2 separate regions of the Mus musculus genome follow, and region 1 is linked to region 2. The links are chromatin contacts, called in public HiChIP or PLAC-seq maps. All regions are on one chromosome and are shown on one strand. The core of a region is the stretch at or near the end of the contact, and the rest is flanking DNA. Distances in the headings are between cores, read along the strand shown.

The links. HiChIP or PLAC-seq counts read pairs in DNA pulled down with a chosen protein or histone mark.
Region 1: a contact with region 2 is called in an H3K27ac HiChIP or PLAC-seq map of embryonic stem cells, with 4 times the contacts expected there. The contact joins the promoter of Pyroxd2 here to the enhancer-like site in region 2. A contact is called at or near these places in 4 of 39 promoter capture datasets (the 3T3-L1 cell line, the C10 cell line, embryonic stem cells and 1 more) and 7 of 115 datasets of contacts at active chromatin or transcription factors (acute myeloid leukemia, astrocytes, cardiomyocytes and 3 more).

Annotation. Positions count from the first base shown.
Region 1 is chr19:42,748,615-42,754,370 of GRCm38.p6, forward strand. Pyroxd2 (pyridine nucleotide-disulphide oxidoreductase domain 2) reads right to left here and starts at 4,161. Exons shown (of 16, transcript NM_029011.2): 1 at 3,723-4,161; 2 at 770-789. The coding sequence starts at 3,849. It overlaps Gm19437 (a long non-coding RNA gene), which reads left to right. Exons shown (of 4, transcript XR_386719.3): 2 at 866-1,069; 3 at 1,524-1,892; 4 at 2,681-2,822.
Region 2 is chr19:42,285,878-42,291,705 of GRCm38.p6, forward strand. Crtac1 (cartilage acidic protein 1) reads right to left here. Exons shown (of 15, transcript NM_145123.5): 12 at 1,976-2,121; 13 at 1,296-1,338. All of the region lies in intron 1 of Gm34347 (a long non-coding RNA gene), which reads left to right. Among named protein-coding and RNA genes, the nearest start is that of Mir3085, 8.6 kb to the left of the region's middle. Within about 2 kb of position 2,279, at least 8 of the 459 cell types and tissues checked have an H3K27ac peak or open chromatin away from gene starts, as enhancers often do. A contact at or near this core is called in embryonic stem cells, where this site is marked.

The DNA.
Region 1 (5,756 bases), core at 2,911-5,410, 460 kb after region 2:
CATGCTAGGAACAGTTGTTGTGTTACCCCCTACTTTACAGATGGGAAACTGAGGTTCAGTGAGGCTAACAGCTTGCCTCAGGCTCCCGGAGCTCTGAGGAGGCCAGTTGGGAATCTAGTCTCCAGGTATATTGTACCGAGAACAGAAAAGAGTGAGCCTGGTTAGCTGGCCTGGCACACAGAGCGAAGCCATGCTGCTCTCTTAAGAGACAGAAACTACTTCATAGACCCACATCTGTGAAGCAGGTTGCTCTGAGACCACAGGAATGAGGCAATCACTGAGCGGGCCCACTGCACAGCAGTGTCTGAGCACAAAGGGCGTCTCTGACCGTCTCCAGAATACTGAGCACTCCCCGTCTACTCCAGACAAGCTTTGAGAGTCCCAGGTCGTCTTCATTTGCTGACAATATCTAATCTCGAGCAAAGCCTTCTTTATTAGACTCTATACTAGGTCCTTTCCAACGCGTTCTTCCTTGGGGAGCACAAACTGCCTTGGGGTGAGGTACTCTTCCCACTCCACGTTCCAACTTGTTCCTCTACACCAGTGAGAGGCATTTTATAAGCCTCGGACCCTCCCACATGGCTTGGGGCAAGGACAAGGAAGCAGTCTATGACATCCCCACTAGCTGGCCCTGGATCAACACTAGATGCATGGACAGACTGCCCTTCCCTTTGTTCCTGTGGCCTCTGTCCTGCTCGCCTTTTCAAATCCCTGCCCCCCCCCCCCTTTGCTGCTGGGGACACTGAAGTAAGACCAAAGAGGTACTCACAGCCACCAGCCCATTGTGTCCTGCAACGAGACAAGAAAGAAAAGTATTACTAAACACATGCTCTTTAAGCGCTGAGTCCCCTTATTTCTTCCCCAGGCCCCGGGTATCTTCTCCTCTGTCCTCCATTGGATTCAGCATCTCACGGGGCACCAGGAAGCCACTCTGGGTCTGTTGGACTCGGCTTGGAAGAAGCTCTCTTCCTTGCTTTCAGGTCAGGGGGATGTCCCTGGACTTCTGATCTTAGAGAGCCAGTGTGCAAGTGGCATGGTCTGGGTCTACGTGACTGGGAAGGCTTCGAAGGTAAGTATGGGCAGGGGCTGAGTGCCACTCATGGGGACAGCTGCTGTCACATATAGCTTGTTTGACCCAAGGTGGCTCGAACTAGGCACAATAGTGTCTCTGTCAGTCCACAGTGCTCCAACAAGGACATACGAATAGTTCAGAATTTTAGAAAATGGAGCGAGTAACTCATAGAGCCTCAAGGTGTGCACCAGTAACAACACAGGCTCCCTCCTGCAGGCTGCGGGTGTTGTGTTGGAACCTGATCTCTTACAATTTCCCAGTGATTTCTGTGCAAACAGCATCAGAATTACCCCGAGCGCACAGGCCTCAGGCTGTGCCCTGCCCACGGAGACAGGTCAGCTGTTGATGGAGAATCATTCACAGGCAGAGAATAGGCCATGAGGGTGTTGGCCAGCGTTGGGGCCCCTGGTTATTTTTCACGTTGGTGACAGATGCCATTCTTATCTTTCAGATGTCAATAGATGCCTGTGATCTTGCAGCACCCGCCTGGACGAACCCACTGTGGGCTCAGATCTAAATGCTTGACTCTTATCTGACAAATGTCCACACGCAGGGGAGCAGCCGTGACCCCCCCTGTGATGAATTTCTCCATGGCTGAGTTGCTTTCGTTTTAAATTTCCCACATGGAGACGTCCCGAGTTTTAGAGGTCATTGAGCCAACTTCTCAGCCATTAACGGAGTCTCCGAAACTGGAGTTTTCAAGCCCTTTGCTCACTATTCACAAGAATAAATGTACTTTACACCGTGACCTAGCACTCACCTGACTAATAAATGTTTCACAGGACCAAAGCTCCATGCTCTCACAGTAACCCATCCTGTGGTAAGTTTATGCGATGACCTATGCCATGCAGTGCCTCTCAGGCTTTCTAATGCCGTGGCTCTAATGCAGCTCCTCGTGTTGTGGTGAACAACCGTAAAATTATTTTTGTTGCTACTTTATAACTGTAATTTTGCTGTTATGAATCATAATGTAAATATCTGATATGCAGGATAGCTGATATCTGACCCCTGTGAAAGGGTCATTCGACCCTCAAAGGAGTCACAACCCACAGGTTGGGAGACTCGATGTGGTTTTATTTTTAAAATGTTAGAAAAATTTCATGAGAGTTAAAAAAAATGCCGTTGGGCCTGTCCTTGGTGTGAACCCGCAGTTGGAGGAACCATTCTCTGAATATAGACATAAACTCAAGGCAGGCAGCCCAGGCTTCACCTGGCTTGACCCCCAGAGAGGCATCTAACAACCAGTGGCTGCTTTGAAGTTCTCCATTTGTAAGGCAGAGAGTAATATGCATGTAATATATATATAATATACATACATATTCATATATAATGTGGAACCTTGTGGTACTGAGGGAGGAGACTTAGCAGTGTCTAAGAAACACTCAGCCCGCTGCAAGGCTGCATCAAACGTGGTGGCTATCGGCTTTTCATTGGTGGCTCATCAGTCTTGGAAAACTTGTCAAGTTTCCTTGGCAACTGGTCTCAGTTCAGCCATGAATGAATGACAAGGAGATTTTAAGTGACAAAGAACAAAACCCCCAAAGTCCAGTCCCCAAGTCCTGACTGACTCTCCTGTGGCTTCAGGTGACCTGTCCCTTTCTGCTGCAGGATCTGCTAATCCCCAGCCCTCAGGGGGATGCCCACCCAGCAGGAGCCCACTGAGCCTGGGCCCTTCTGCCATCGTCTTCACACAGTGGAGTGTTGAGTGGATGTTTTCAATGGGAAAAGAAAAAAAAAACCAACTTGGTATTTAAATCAAGAGTTGCATATATTTGATTTGTAAAAACTGTGTGAGACATATCTTTATTTTAGTATCGATAATAAAAAAAACCAAGTCTGTGTATAATAAACACTCACTCATGCGTGCACAAATTGGAGAGGGTGGTTCTCAGTAGACACAAGAAGAAGCCAAACCAGGCCAGCATTTATTTAAAGCTGTGTGATGCGTCTCACAAAAAAATGTGAACCTGCTATCATCTATGTAAAAGCCCAGCTGGGAATAAAAGCCTTCAGGTCCCAAAAGTGTGACCCGGAAGGCCCTGGTGTGGAGTGCAGCCTGGCCCTAGGCTATGCCTTAACCTAGTACTTGAGGCTGAGAGTCAGCAAGATGTTGCAGGACCACCACTGTAGCAGGTATCTATGTCTGAGGGAAGCCATGGGAGATGACACCCTTTGTGGATGCATTAGGGTGTCTGGGAACCCCTCAACCACCTTTTCTCTTTATGAAACAACTCTGGCTTCCTTTTCCAATGGATGATCGCAGAAGTGAGATTGGCTCTCATTTGTCTACAGTCCGGAGGTCTTTGCTTCCTGCATAAGGTCCCGGGAGGAACTCACTCATTTTGCGGGAGATACAGGGAAACTCCTGCGTTTATTTAGTCACTCATTATCATTCTAGAGAGAAAGGTTTAAACCCAGAAGGCAAGAGCCGTTCTAGTCCACACAGCACACCAGGGTGGAATTAGAACCCAGGGATCCTGATTCCCAGGCCAGGGAGGACTTCCATCCCAGGTCCTGCTCACTGGAACTCCCGGCCAGGTCGTGCCCATAGGAGAGGCAGCAGCAAGGCTCCTTGGAGGCCCCTCCAAGGCCGGTGGGCAGAACGCTGCCTTCCTTCCCTGAGCTCTGGCTCTGCCCTCTTTGGTTTTACCTGCTCCTATCACCACGGCATCGTACTCGGGCTTCAGGCGCCCGTTGGCTCCCGACTGAGCTCGTTTCCAAGTAGGGCAGGGAGAGGAGTGCAAGGCCCTGATGAGACCTCGGCCGCCGGCAGCCATTTCTGCCCCCAGCAATTTGCTTGCACAGTCAGCTTTCCAGAGGCCCAGGCAAGGGGAGGGGCTGGGAGTTACAGTTCAGTGTCAGCCTTGGCCTTGGGCCACCGTTTCCCAGGGTCCGAGCTTCTGCGGCTCTGAGTTTGCGCAAGCCAGCCTAGAGGAGGGGGCATGTAGGCTAAGAACTGGCAGAGTCTGAGTAGCTTCGAGGAGTCAAGCGAGTAGGTGGCAGAGTCTGAGTAGCCTCCAGGAGTCAAGCGAGTAGGGACCAAAGAGAGAACAATTTAACTAGGTTCTCCCAGGCCCGGTAGTGGGCTAAGGGAGAAGAGGAGCCAACGCAGAGGCCCCGCCTTCCTCTTGCCTCCCTTTTCTGTACCGGCAGAAGCCTGGGGGCGGGGCCGAGATCCTAAGCTGTGGGATGGGCGCTGTCAACTCAGACTTTACTCCTGCTTGTCTGGTAGTCAGGGACCTTGCAAGGTGACCACTGCTCCTTGTTGCGGGATCCTCCCCAGTCATCTTTCAGTGCCTTTGGACGACAGAAAAGGCCACCCACGTCTCCAAGAGCTGTGTGTGTGTTCTCTCACGCACACTCCAGTGAGGCTAGTCTTGCTGGGAGGAAGGATATGGACAGTTTGGGCACCTTTCCAGTTTTCCAAAGTTTCTCAAAGATTTGGGCTCACACCTGTAGATTACCTCAACTAGTATGAGTCCATACATACAATCCCTGTGCCCTATCTTGAACAGAGAGGACCGGTCCACTCCTCAGGAGTCACTCCTCTACAGGAGAAAGGCATTGGAAGTGGCGAGCTGCAATCATGAAACGGGCAGCCTTGTGTGGCAGTTTGGACAAGAGAAAGACAGATGGGGGCGGAGCCGTAGCTAGGTCATAACTTTGGCCAGCTTCCAAGATGGCTGGCTTCCTCCTTACCCTCCTGACCTGGGACAAAAGCCTGACGAGGTTTTTCTTGGCTAGTAGCGCTGTTTTTTTAAAAACTGGGTATGCTGCAGCAGAGGGGTGCTTTAGCAGGCCCATGCTGAGGCGTTCCTCTGAGGTGTCAGCCATAGGACAGGCCTAGTATAGAAGGAAGTTTATCTGAGACCCGGGAAGGGGGTGTGGGGAAAGGAGTAGAGGAAGAGAAAGAAAGGGGACAGAGAAGGACAGAAAGAGAGAGGAGCAAGAAGGGCAGTGGCCAGCAAGAACACGTGGAGAGGAAAAAGATGGGGTGGGGAGGGGAGGGGAGGAGAGATAGAGGGAGGGAGAGAACAAGGGGAGGGGGATGAGAACGGGGAGGGGGAGAGGGAAAGAGAAAAGAGGAAGAGGAGGAGGAGGAGGAAGGGAGGGGGAGGGAGGGAAGGAGGGAGGGAGGAGGCAGAGAAGCAGAAGCAGCAGCCCAAACAGTCCTTATGTGCCTGGCTCCTGGCTCACACCTAGCCCTTGCTAGGTAACTGTTAGGAGAAGCCTACAGGAAATGCTAACAAGTAGACTTGCCTGCCCAGGGACCAGATGACAAGTTCAAGGCCAGCCCAGGCCTTGCTTACCCCACTCTTAAAAGCCCTGGCCCTTTGGGTTCCAGGGCACCTCCTTTGCTGTGCAGACGGCCTTTTCTCTGTGTGTACCCTGCTGGGGTGTATTTCTTCACCCCTAATAAAAGCCTCTCCAGTGTTTCTGTCTGCTGCTGGTTGCTATGTTTGAGAATTTATTTCTCTGGCTCTCAAGATTTTTTTCCTTCCCTTTGAAGTCTTTAACTGCCAGAGAAAATGAACTGGATCAAGACCCCCTAGACGGTAATAGGAACCTGTGTCAGAAATGATTCAAACCCAGAAGGCATGGCAAAGATGGCTGAGTAAGAGGGCCTCTGAGAATCCCTCGACCCTCAGCATGGGCAGCACTCCGCACACGAGGAAGGTTTACA
Region 2 (5,828 bases), core at 1,029-3,528:
AGAGAAGAATCCTTGTCCTACATCCTCATTTGCAAACCATCAGTGCTAGCATTCTGTCTAAACTCCACCCCGCAGCAGCCAGGTATGCTCCTCCCCACAGTTACCTGGCAACAGCCAGGTAGGCCTGACCTACTATAAAAGGGGCTGCTTGCCCCCTCCTCCCTCACTTGTTCTCTTGCTTCCCTCTTGGGCTCTTCCCTTCCTCCTTCCCTTCCCCCCTCTCTCCACGTGGTCATGGCCAGCCTCTACTTCTCTACTCTCTTCTCTCTACCTTTCTCTGCCTCTACTATCCTCTTAACTCCCCTCCCCATGCCCTGAATAAACTCTATACTATACTGTCATGTGGCTGGTCCCTTAGGGGGAAGGGATGCCTAGGCATGGGGCTGCTAAGACACCCCTTTCCCCATATCTGGCTAGACCCTCCCCCCATAGAACATACTCCCTTTCTCTTTCTCTTTTTTATAAACACATCAGTCAGGATGTAAGGCTTTGGGTTGGACATCTTCTGGACACTGGGCTGCTAGATTATCCCCTTCATAGCATATTGGGAGACTTTAGGAAGTCACGAGGAGCTGGAGAGATGGCTCAGTGGTTAAGAGCACTGGCTGCTTGCTCTTCCAGAGGTCCTGAGTTCAATTCCCAGCAACCACATGGTGGCTCACAACCATCTGTAATGGGATCTGATGCCCTCTTCTGGTGTGCCTGAAGACAGCTACAGTGTACTCATATAAATGAAATAAATAAATCTTTAAAAAAAAAAACCCAAAAAGAACAAAGAAAGAAAGAAAGTCATGAGACCCTTGCTGAGCTGGCATCTGGCAGCTATGAGCCTTCCCTGTGCTGGACCAGGCTGCAGCACCCTATCTGCACTGAGATCACATTCCAGCCCTGCTGTGCCCAAGCGCCTTCCTCAATCATCTCCCCCTTCATCTCTCCCATCCTTCTCGCTGGCTGCTTCTCAGGCTGGCCATAGCATGCTTCTGCTCTGCCTCTGCCAGGGTGAAGCTTATCCATCACAGTCTCAGTAGATACTGAGACGACTCATGCCATCCCCAGGTGGCAGGCTGGCCCTGCCAATGCCCAGCAGTGAACTGAATCAGCCTGCAGTTGCTAATGTCACTTTCACCTTGGTGAGTCATGGAGTTTTGGCATCTGGAACCCTAAGGACCAATAGTACCTTTTTCTCCCTATCTTTCTAGCCCCTGTCTGCGTCTTGGACCTTGGCAGGTCAGGCTGACAGTCCCCAGGAAGATCCCAGCCTCTGCCCCGTCCTCTGGTGCCTATAGGCAACTCACCCATGCAATGGCCATTGTCCTGCTGGGAGAATCCTTGGCCGCACTGCAAGGTGGGCAGAAGCAGAGACACTTGTGAGTTGAGAGGCCTCATCTCAGTTCCCTCCTAGTCACAGTAACAGAGTAGCTGTCACCCTGATTGCAGCTTGAGAGGTGCTTTTAGCCTGGGCCTGAGGGGAGCCCCTCCCTCTTATTCTAGCCTTGAGCTAAGAATGGAGAGAGATGGTGTGGGTGGGGGAAGGCAGAACAGTTATAATCCACACTCTCCCTGTACTAGAGAACTATGTACCTCAGATAGACCTGAAAGTGGACTAGAGCTGACCTCTAAAAAGCCTCCAGAATTCTGGTGTATGGTCTGAGCCTCTTCCAAGGACAAGAGGAGGCCTCTTCAGGTATTCAGAAAATACCGAAAGTAGGAATCAGTTCTCAACACAGTGCACAACAACCTTAGCTGGCTTTGGCTTCATTCTCTGGGCCTCTGGTTTCCTCGTCTGTAAAATGGGTGCACAACCCATGGCGACATCATCTGAAGCCTGCCCTTTGCTGAGACCATCTCTATTACTCTTTGATTCTAGAGGGCAAGTCTACAGATTTACCCCTAGGATCATGGGTGATGCTTGCTTTTTGTTTTGTTTTGTTTTGTTTTGTTTTTTTGACTATGCGGCCCAGAGGCTTTGGCCCACCTCTAGTGGGGCTGTGTTCTGAAGTTTGTCCTCATCCTGGGGGTAGAGGATCTCCAACACCGAGTTCATCTCCTCGCTGGCCACACTTCGGCTCACCATCTTGCCATCTGGCCACGTCACCTCCACACTGCTGGCTTCATCCCGTCCTGTGGGAGGAAGGAGAAGGGTCAGGAGCATGAGAGAGAGGGCCTCTTGGAGTAACTATGGTAACAAAGGTTGTAACTGACGACACACTCTCCTAAGGGCCGTGGGAACGATTTAGAAGCTCCTCTTTGGGGCCATACTGTCCAATCGACCATTCTTTAGTGATGGAAAAGCCCAGTGTCTGCCTTGTTCAGTGCACTAGCCCCTGGCCGCGGTGCAGGATGAGAGTTACTGAATTTAGCATTTTACTTAATTTAAATTAATTTACATCTCAACAGCTACATGATGCATTCTAGGCAACAGAACAGGCATGAGGAGGTTGAATTTGGGGAGCTGTGTGGCTCAGAGAGAAGCAGGTTGACTTCAGAGCCAGGGGTTCACATCTTGGCTCTGTCACTTGCTTGGTATGCTGAAAGAACATGACCAGAGCAGGTGGCTGGGAGTCCTGGGGACAAATCCTAGCTCTCCAGCCAACTCGTGTGACCTTCCGAGCTCGCTCACATTTCTATTTCTGGAGCCCTGCTAGAGCCACACCCCTTCCTGTGACTGGAATGTCTCCTCATGGGTTTCCCTGTCCATCTGGGAGGTGGGCAAACAGACAAATAAAGAAATAAATCATGGTGTCTATTGACACGCTTTGTGAAGAAAGGACAAGGAGTCATTCAGGGCTGGCCAGATCCTGTTCAGTAGTCAAGGTCAAACTCCTGGGGAGGAGGCACTTGAACTGAGCTGTAAGTAAAGCTTACAGGAAAGATGGGGATTGAGGGCACCTAAGGAAGGCCACTGCAGATCCGAGCCATTTACAAAAGATACCTGTGGGGGCTGGAGAGATGGCTCAGTGGTTAAGAGCACTGACTGCTGTTCCGATGGTCCTGAGTTCAATTCCCAGCAACCACATGGTGGCTCACAACCATCCATAATGGGATCTGACTCCCTCTTCTGGTGTGTCTGAAGTCAGCTACAGTGTACTTATGTATAATAATAAATAAATCTTTAGACCGGAACAAGCAGGGACTGAGCGAGTGGAGTTGACTGGAGCGAGCAGGGCCGAGTGGAGAGAGTGGGGTTGATCAGAGAGAGCAGAGGTCCTAAAAATTCAATTCCCAACAACCACATGAGGGCTCATAACCATCTGTACAGCTACAGTGTGCTCACATACATAAAATTAAAAAAATCTTAAAACAACAACAAAGACAAACAGAAGATACTTGTAAAGCTCAGACACTGTCCCTTGTGAATCCATCACACACATCCCTACAGCAGCATGCTATAGCAACACATCAGGAAACAGGTTGGGAAGGTTGGTCCAGTGTTTAGGCATTTCTAACGTCCGCTCAGCTCCTGCATCAGGAAGTGGGCTAGCCCTGTGGCAAGGTCTGGCTAATGGTGATGACTTAGGGGTTGATCAGCAGCACCTGCCAGCCTTTCTCAGGTTGTAAGGGAAGGCAGGCAGTGCCCAGTACATCGCTGGAAGAGTGCAGGGACAGTCATGGGAAAGGCTCAGAGGACATCCCCGCTCCTCCCACAGATCCCTGGGGCAGGGTGAGGCTTGGACAGCTCACCTGTCTGTTCCAGGTTTTGCTTCATCTAGATCAGAGGTTCTCAACGTTTCCAGTGCTGCACCCCTTGAATACAGTTCCTCATGTGGTGGTTACCCCCAAACATAAAATTATTTTCTGTGCTACTTCATAACTGTAGTTTTCTTACTTATCATGAATTGTAACAGAAATATATGTGAGAGGGTCCTTCAACTCTAGAGGGGTCTGGAACCACAGGTTAAGAACCCCCTATCTAGTCCGAGGCAGCCTCTCAGCAGGCCAATTGCTATCCCCACAACTCCCAGATCCGGGTTGGGAAAGGACCAGAAGAAGGCCAAGTATAATTCTTCTGTTTTAAAACAGAATCGTGAGGCAACATGAAATCTGGCATTTTTTAGGGCGTGCACGTGCCCAAATTAAGTGGCACATTTGAAAAGCAAACATTTTCCGTTTAAAAAAAAAAAAGGAGACAAAAGCAAGTGTTTCTCACCTAAGCCAACGGAACAGCTCCATGAATACATTTTACAGCCTGACTGAAGCCACAAATAACTCAAAAGAGTTGAGGAATATTCATAGACTCAAATTTGCAGCCCCCAGCGGGGCATGTGGCGCTGGACCAGGGTCTCTCCCTACGCACCAGGGAGGGGCTGTTAGGTAAGTAAGCAAGCCATCCTTTTCCAGCCTTGGTTTATTTGTCTGAAACTTGAAGGTGCTGGCTGGCTCACAGCCCCTCCGCCCTGGGCAGCACAGCCTCTCACCCTTGGATCATGAAGACACAACTTCCACTGACCATGTATCACCCTTGGCATTCTGGTCAGTTCTTAGACAGGTCTTAGACTGACAGCATGCTCAGACCAGACCTGACGCCTCACGGTGTCAACAGACCTTCATACATCTTCATCTTAGAGACTAGAACACTGAGACTTGGAGAGGCCAGGGACACTACCCAGTCACCCACCCAAGGCCTGTGTGACCCCAGAGATCCACCCTTGTTATACTGCCCCTACCCAGTGACCATATCATAATATTAAATATCGAGTAGGTATCTAGGATTCAGCCTTGAACAGAAAGGACCCAGGCAACCTGGAGGATTCGGGTGGCTGTGGGGAAAAACAATCACAATGTTATCATAACAAGTGAGGGAGGTGTTGGGACAGGGTTGGTGAGAACAGCAGGCCAGTCCATTCGGTCAGAGACAGAGAAGAAAGGTGTTCTAAGGTTGGGAGCTGCTTGGTAAGGACACTGGTGTGGAAGAGCAAGTTGTGTCTGAAGATGTAGAAGTTTAAAGTCGGGGGAGGCAGAGTGGAAGGATATTATTAGGTGGGATGTGGGGGGCAGGAACCGAGGGAGGAACTTTGAAGCTTGGTGTTTTGTGTCCACTTTCTGAATGTAGACACCTAGGCTTGGCAAGGCGGGAAGTGACTTGGGAATGCCTGAGCCAGGGCTGGAACCCAGGCTCTGTCCTGGGACAGGCAGATAGATCCTCAACCTTAGGCTGCTGTTCAGGCATCTCCAGTGTTCTGAAGCTGGAGGACCTGGCTCCTGGCCTCCAAGGCAGCCACTCTGCTGGGCTTATGTGCAGGGAGGGGTCTGCCTAGGGGACACTATTACCCAGCAGAGACATAGGTCAGGAACAGCAGGGAGTTGCCTCTGGCAGCTTTGAAAGGACAAAGGCCAGGGAGCCACATGGAATTGTGCTCTTCGGAATTACAAGCAAAACAGATGGTGGGAATACAGTCGGTGGAATATTTTTGCACTTTAATAAAGGCATTTTTATGTGGGCCACTGAATTTTCCTTCCCTAAATGAGCACCAGCCGGTTTGGAGGCAGCTTTGAGGCACTTACAAACAATTAGCTGAAGGGAAGGTGTGGTAGAAGGGGGGTGGGGTGGGGTGGTATCAGTGCGTGGGGTTGGGAGAACTTGAGTGGGTGACCACAGTCGGGGCATACAGGGGCCAAGCGGGTTGGCAGGACTTGTTTTCATTTGCTGGGATTGGCTGTGCACTGGTTCAGCCTACTGGCAGTCAGGAAGGGCAGAGGCAGCCCTGGGGGCTGGGTGGGCAGTAGTCAACACTATAAACAGAAAGGCTTATTTATGAAGCCGGCAGGTGGCCTGCACCCAGGAGGAGCCGCGACAAGGGATGGTGCGGGGAGGGGGCAGCTGTGCAGGA